Regions from separate parts of the Pan troglodytes genome. Here region 2 is linked to region 1. The links are chromatin contacts, called in public HiChIP or PLAC-seq maps. All regions are on one chromosome and are shown on one strand. Each heading gives the region's core, a stretch centred on a gene start, on an enhancer-like site or on the middle of the called end of the contact. The rest is flanking DNA. Distances are from core to core; before and after follow the strand shown.

The links. HiChIP or PLAC-seq counts read pairs in DNA pulled down with a chosen protein or histone mark.
Region 2: an H3K4me3 HiChIP or PLAC-seq map of stem cell-derived excitatory neurons shows a contact between it and region 1, with 4 times the contacts expected there. The contact joins the promoter of ATP1B3 here to the promoter of RNF7 in region 1. A contact is called at or near these places in 2 of 7 Hi-C or Micro-C datasets (a lymphoblastoid cell line and stem cell-derived neural progenitor cells), 1 of 1 datasets of contacts at active chromatin or transcription factors (stem cell-derived excitatory neurons) and 1 of 1 other capture datasets (stem cell-derived neural stem cells).

Annotation. Positions count from the first base shown.
Region 1 is chr2:144,948,782-144,952,177 of NHGRI_mPanTro3-v2.0_pri, forward strand. It overlaps RNF7 (ring finger protein 7), which reads left to right and starts at 1,815. Exons shown (of 3, transcript NM_001252557.4): 1 at 1,815-2,133. The coding sequence starts at 1,959.
Region 2 is chr2:145,079,154-145,082,549 of NHGRI_mPanTro3-v2.0_pri, forward strand. ATP1B3 (ATPase Na+/K+ transporting subunit beta 3) reads left to right here and starts at 1,787. Exons shown (of 7, transcript XM_001154579.8): 1 at 1,787-2,157. The coding sequence starts at 2,049.

The DNA.
Region 1 (3,396 bases), core at 565-3,064:
AGATTTCATGCCTCAGCAAGGGCACATACCATTCCTCCAGCGAAACCATTCTTTTCCTTTTCACCATTTCATCCTTTTGACTTTCAAACTTCTCACCAACTGGGTGCGTTTTATCCTCCTCTGGTGCCAGCCTTCCTTCTTTGTTAGATACCTAGCATTTACAGCCATCTCTAGGCAGATGTGTGGTCGTTCAGTAAGAAGAGAACACGTTTTGTGTGCTCACTCCAATGGGTGTCTGGCTTATAAAGTAGATGTGGTCCAATTCCTGTCTGCTGCCACCATTGTGCCCTGCTCTGGCCAACAGCTCAGAGAGGTTTGCTCTCTCCACTAGCCCTGAAGGCCTCCCATGTTCCCCAGTTCAAACTTCACCTCTCTCATGAGGCTTTCCCTCACTGCATCCTCTACCTCTCTCATGAGGCTTTCCCTCACTGCATCCTGTACCCTCACAGCCCTTAACACACCACTCAACAAATACGCATTTGCATCTAACCAAATGTGACCCTGCGTCCATATTTATGTTTCTATATATTAACGCATTCTTGTTTCCCCTGCCAGGCTCCATTAGTCTGGTTAGCTTTTGCCCAGGTATCAGGAGATGAGGGGATGGGGAGAGGCTCAGAATCCAAACTTGACAGAGTAGGTGTCCACCACTAGGTGATGGTGGGGTCAGGCATCTCCTTAGGCTGGCTGTGCTTCTGTTTTCTTTTCAATGGAGATACCGGCTTTCTTGGAAACACATGTGATGGTGGGCTAGCCGTAGAAGCACTACTACAATAACGATGTGATCTTTGTCATTTCACTTCTTCAGACTTCATTAGTCCTACATATAAAAAGAGGAAGTTAAACTAGCTCAAATGTACTGAGCAGAAGGAATGGAAACTGTGCAGCTGAGGGAGCGGGGCCTGAAAAATAAGTGTGGGTTGTGTCGCCAAACACCGGGACTCCTGGGATCCTGACCTCTTTTAGGGGTCAAAAGAGGGCAAACTAGTTGCCTAACAATATTTAGAGCTATTTCTCTCTTTTCACTCTCATTCTACGAGTGTACACCGGAGTTTCTAGCAACTACATGGTATGTGAAGTCATCCCTCTAATGATAACCTGTAATGAGGTTATTACTGTGATTTTTAATGAATACATTTTAAAATGTTTTAATTTCTTCAAAAGCAAACATTAATCTCTATATATGTGTGTATACATATACAGGAAATGTATGAATATATATTCATTATATATATGAATATACATATATTCATTGTATATGTGTATATATATTCATACATAATGTGTGTGTATATATATATATACATATATGTATTTATACATTTCCTACATAAATAAAAGTTCTTTAAGGTCCTAATAATTTTTAAGTGAAAAGGAGTCCTGAGACCAAAAAGTTTTGAGAATCACTGAACCAGATTTCTAGATCTTTAAGATCATTAATTCACTCAACAAATAATTGCGCCTCCTGTGGCCAGGCATTTTGCAGATACCGAGGATAATGTGGTCGTAACAACATGTTTCCTGCTCTGATAGAGTTTTACGTTTGGGAGGGAAGAGACAAACGAATAAATTAACAAGATAATTTCTGAGAGCAGTAGCTTTAATGAAGCCGTAAAGCAGGACACATATTCCTGCACAATCTGTGCGCCTGCTCAGACGTAACACCCCGCAGCGCAGCAGGCAGATTCAGCGGCGTCGCCCCAAAGGGGCCCGAGCCCTCTCAGTTGCCCTAGGACGGCGAGGGCGGGGCCTGCCCGCCCCCCCGGCGCTGGCGTCAGGTGACGACACTGGGCCGCGCCAGCCAATCGTGGGCGGCCGGGGTCTAGGCACCACGGTGGCTGGCGGCCTGCAGGCGGCCTGCGGGCGGCGCTGTGGCCCGTCGGGTGGCTCCAGAGAGCCGCCCTAGCCTTCCGCCTTCCCCAAGCCAACGTCTCCGCCGTCGGCTCCGCGGCGCCGCCATGGCCGACGTGGAAGACGGAGAGGAAACCTGCGCCCTGGCCTCTCACTCCGGGAGCTCAGGCTCCAAGTCGGGAGGCGACAAGATGTTCTCCCTCAAGAAGTGGAACGCGGTGGCCATGTGGAGCTGGGACGTGGAGTGCGATACGTGCGCCATCTGCAGGGTCCAGGTGATGGGTAAGCGCTGCACGCGAGGCCAGGGCCGCGCTGCGGCCTCCGGGAGCCGACCTTGGGGTTGGGAAGGGACGGGCGTCCGTCAGAAGCCTCGGAAAGTGCCCTGCCTGGGAGAGTGGGTGGAGGTCGCCCTGCCCCGGCGCCGGAGGAACGCGGAGCCACGCTCCTGCTGCGACTCCTGAGGGCTGCGGCCGCCGCCTGGGGCTGCGGGGTTGTGCAACAGGCGCCCGGCGCCGGGTGGTTGGTGTTCTAGGGAGAGAGACGGGCAATAAACGGAGTTAAACGAGGTAATTTCAGGTAGTGATGGGTGTGACCAAGAAAGTAAAACCGGGTGATTGTTGGGAACTAGCAGGAAACACTTCGGTTTGTGTGTCCAGCCCCAGCCCCAGCTCTAAAAGCTCATCACAAGGTGGTCAGGGTAAAGGCCGTGATTCAGCAGTGAACTTTAATAGTCTTGGTCACCACCAAAGTGATGCTCCAGAGTCATCTTCCACAAAACGACACCCTTAGTTCTTCTCGAGGGACGCAGGAAAGTGTTCATAGCCATTGCATTTCCGGATTAGCTTACCGCCGCTCTTCGAATGGCTTTTAAATCTGGATTGATCTAAGACGGTTCAGATAGCACTAGCGTGGCTTGAAGGGGACAGTGTGGTTCAAGAATATCTAAGTTTCATGGAAGCTGAAGAATTGTAAGCCCTTTTTTCAGAAACGTAAAACTTCACCTCCATCACACCCCCCTCTCCATATTGGATGCCATTTCCTGGAGAAGATACTGTGCTGCTCTGAGTCATGCTTTGTGGAGAACCCTCTTACAAATATGTCTTCTTTCTGTGATATTTTGAGTTAAAATATTAGACCAAGTGAAACTTTTCAGAACAGCTTAATCTTGTTATATTTTATATGGTTCTAAGAACTCAGACCACTTTGAAAAGCAGGTGCTATTTAAATGCAAGTTGTATTTTCAGATAGGGCATTTAAAATTACTATGAGAGCCTCTTCAGTGGAGTTCTTTATTGAGGGTAGTTAAAGAAAACGGACATTTCTATCGTTTGAAAACTGTGACTTGTCTTGAAAAATGAGAGAATTGGAGAACATACAGAGAATTGCTCACCTTAAGGGGGGTGAGACTTTAAACATACCAGAATCAAGAGATTTCGCAGTTTATGCTCTTTTGTCTTTTATTCCTAAGGGCTTGTTTCAAAGAGGATTTACAACAATTGGATTCAGATATTTTTATCTTTCTCTTTTGAAAGACCTTGATATTAG
Region 2 (3,396 bases), core at 537-3,036, 130 kb after region 1:
CCTAAATGAAAAAGCCTGTTATCAACTCTACCAGCATTTTAGGTTTCCTCTAACCTGTAGTTATATTTGTAATGAGTTGAAAATAGTTAACTACTTCCATTCTTTTTTTTTTTTTTTTTTTTTTTGAGACGGAGTCTTGCTCTGTCGCCCAGGCTGGAGTACAGTGGCGGTATCTCTGCTCACTGCAAGCTCCGCTTCCTGGGTTCACCCCATTCTCCTGCCTCAGCCTCCCGAGCAGCCGGGACTACAGGCGCCCGCTACCACGCCCGGCTAATTTTTTTGTATTTTTAGTAGAGACGGGGTTTCACCGCGTTAGCCAGGATGGTCTCGATCCTGACCTCCTGATCCGCCTGCCTCGGCCTCCCAAAGTGCTGGGATTATAGGCGTGAGCCACCGCGCCCGGCAGGTAACATTCTTTAGTTCTTTCAATCTTGCCTATGATTTAAAGAAGTGCATTCCAGTCTGCTTGCATGGTGCTTTGCTATTTCTAATACTCATTTCATGCCAAACTCTCCAACATGCTTCTACAAATCTTTTGGTGTCATTAGCTCAAAACGTAAACGGATTTTGGTTATTTTCAATGTCATAATTATAAATTTAGCTTTTTTAAGCGTGAAAAAAGCACTTTATAGGAATATATTTTACCACTTTTCCATTTGTGGGAGGTATAATTCATTATTTCTTGCTTTGGTAAGAAAAGTGAGGAAAAAGGAAAATTTATCCATTTGCAGGCTGTTTAAACTTCCAGACAGATTATAATTCATCATTCCAAACAATAAGATGGCTATTACATTTCTCCATAATTTTTATTTGCTAATAAAACGGAGGCAGAGCTTTTTCCTAAAAATAAATAAATAAACAACAACAACAACAACCTCCCCCACCCCGCACCTTCTGTGCAAATTCCTATAAAGTCTTTTATCCTGTCGCTGAGTCTGAGGGCGCCCCCCCTCCCCGTACTCGTCAGCTCCATCTCGCGGAGGAAAACGCTACCGGCACCCTCAGCTCCGCCCAAGGGCCGCGATCTCTACAGGGGAGATGAAAAGCCGGCGACACTACACAGGCGTGGACCCCCCAAAGAGTGTTCCTTTCCTGTGGGTTAAGAGTAGGAGCGTCTGGGCAAAAGCTGGGAGCATTCAGTTGCCAGGACCCTTGGGAAAGCACGTATTTAGATTTCATTGATAAATTCAACTGAATCCCGAGAAAAATTATACTCCATTCACTGGCATATTTAGAATGGAATTCCTATTGACCCGAGGCTCCCGGTTGAACCCTTCAAGGGAGCCAAGCGAGGACGTTCTCAGAACAGCAGTGCACCGTGTACATTGTGGGAGCCCCGCGCGATCCCCCGCAGAGCGTCCTGTAGGAACGTCACAGAGCCCAGAGAGCGTCCTGTAGGAACGTCACAGAGCCCAGAGAACGCCTGGGGACGGTCGGGGAGGCAGTTCGGGGAGGGGACGATTAAGTTCCCTCAGAGAGGACGCCGCGGGCCGACTGGAGTCGTTTTCGTGCTCTCCGCGCCCGCCCGCCGCGGGTAGCATCTTCTCAGCGCCCCGGCGCCCAGGAACGCCCAGGAAACCCAGTCCTCCTCCTAAGCAACCTGCGGCGCGGGGACGCCCGCCTTTTGCTATTATTATAAACGTGCGTGCGACTAAACCTTCGGATTTTTAGACTTTCTTCTCGCTTCCTCTGACCCAGGCTGAGGGAGCCCCCGAGGCTACTGCGGGGCGGGGCCGGGGCGGGGTGGGGCGTCCTCGCCGCCTCAGGCAGCGCCCCGGCCGCGGGCGGGAGGCGGCAGCGGCGCGGGCCGAGCGGCGCGGGGATTGGCTGCGGCGGGCGGAGACGTCAGGCTCCCGCGGCCCAAGCGGCCGCCCGGCGCGGCGCGGCGCAGTCGGCTCGAGTACTGCCCGTAACGAGGAGGTGTTCTCGGCCGTCCCACCCTTCACTGCCGTCTCCGGGCTGCGCCGCCGGAGCCGGGACGCGCCTCCGCAGCCCTCGCCGCCTCCATCCCCGCGGCCGCAGCTCCTCTCGCCGTCCGCGCGCACACCATGACGAAGAACGAGAAGAAGTCCCTCAACCAGAGCCTGGCCGAGTGGAAGCTCTTCATCTACAACCCGACCACCGGAGAATTCCTGGGGCGCACCGCCAAGAGCTGGGGTGAGCGGGCAGCAGCTGGGCGTCCGGGGCCGGCCTCGGTCCCGGGGGCGCCGGGCGCGGTCGGGTGGGAACGGAAAGGCGGGAGGCGGCTCCCAGCGCCGGGGTTCCCGACCGCCCGACCCTAACCCGGGCGGCGGCGGCGCAGTGCGGCCCCATTCATTGCTCCCCGGGCCGGCCGGACTGGCCGCAGCTCGCTCCCGAAGCAGCGGGGCCCGCGGGCAGCCCGGCCGGGCCGCGCTGGTTCCTCCCTCCCTGCTGGGAGCGGGGCGCACGTGCTGCCCGGGCCTCCCGCCCGGCGCGGCGCCGGAAGCCGGGGACCCCTGCCCGAAGCCGGGCCCCGAGAGCGCAGGAGCCGAGCCCCCGGGCCTCCTTTGTACGGAGCGCTCCGGCCCGAGAGGCCCTGGCGGAGGCGCCCGGCCCGCTGAGCGGTTCGGGGCAGCCAGACCCTGCCCCACTCCAGGGGAGAGGAAATTTCCACTCCCGCCGCTATCTTGTGACTCGTCCACGCTGCCACCCCGACCGGTCGGAAGAGTGCGACTGAGTGTTAAGTGTGGGTGTGGGTTGCTTAAACGTGTAGCGGTGAGTTAATCACAGAAGTACATTGTACAAGAAAATGCACTTGAATTTGGACAGTGAAAAGGCCCTTAAAAAGGTTGGTTCCTCCCGGATTCCTTTTTAATTACAGAGGTTTTCTTCCTTACAAATTTGCTTCTTTGGGGAAAGTAAATCCTGTCTGAACAACACAGGTTTGTTTTTTTACCCCGTGTCTTCAAAACAGGAGAGTGATGGTTGTATGTTAGCAGATTTTTTCTATGCGTGAGCTCTTTGTTTTAATATATTTAAACCATCTACCGTGTAGAGTAGCTTTAGGATGCCTTTTTTTTTCTAAAATTGTATCAATCTCTGAATGCAGGCTAGAGCTTTTTTTTTTTTTTTTGCCTTTATACTTAAGTAAACTAATTTTACCTTTTTTAATCCTTTTGAAACATTTTGTTAGTGGGTCTTGAAAGACCATTTCTTTCTGAGTGGGAATAAATCTCGAGAGCTTAGAACTATTTGGGCACAACATTTTTAGGATAAGCATGGAGAAATAAGCTATGACTCAGAAAATAAACTGTTGCTGCAGACTGAAATGGACTCCTTCAGGGTGAAAAGGCGACTTGAAGTCTTATCACAAGCTGAAAGGGGCCTTGGAGGATTTTTAGCCCAACCCCCACTTTAGAGATGAGAAAAATGAGA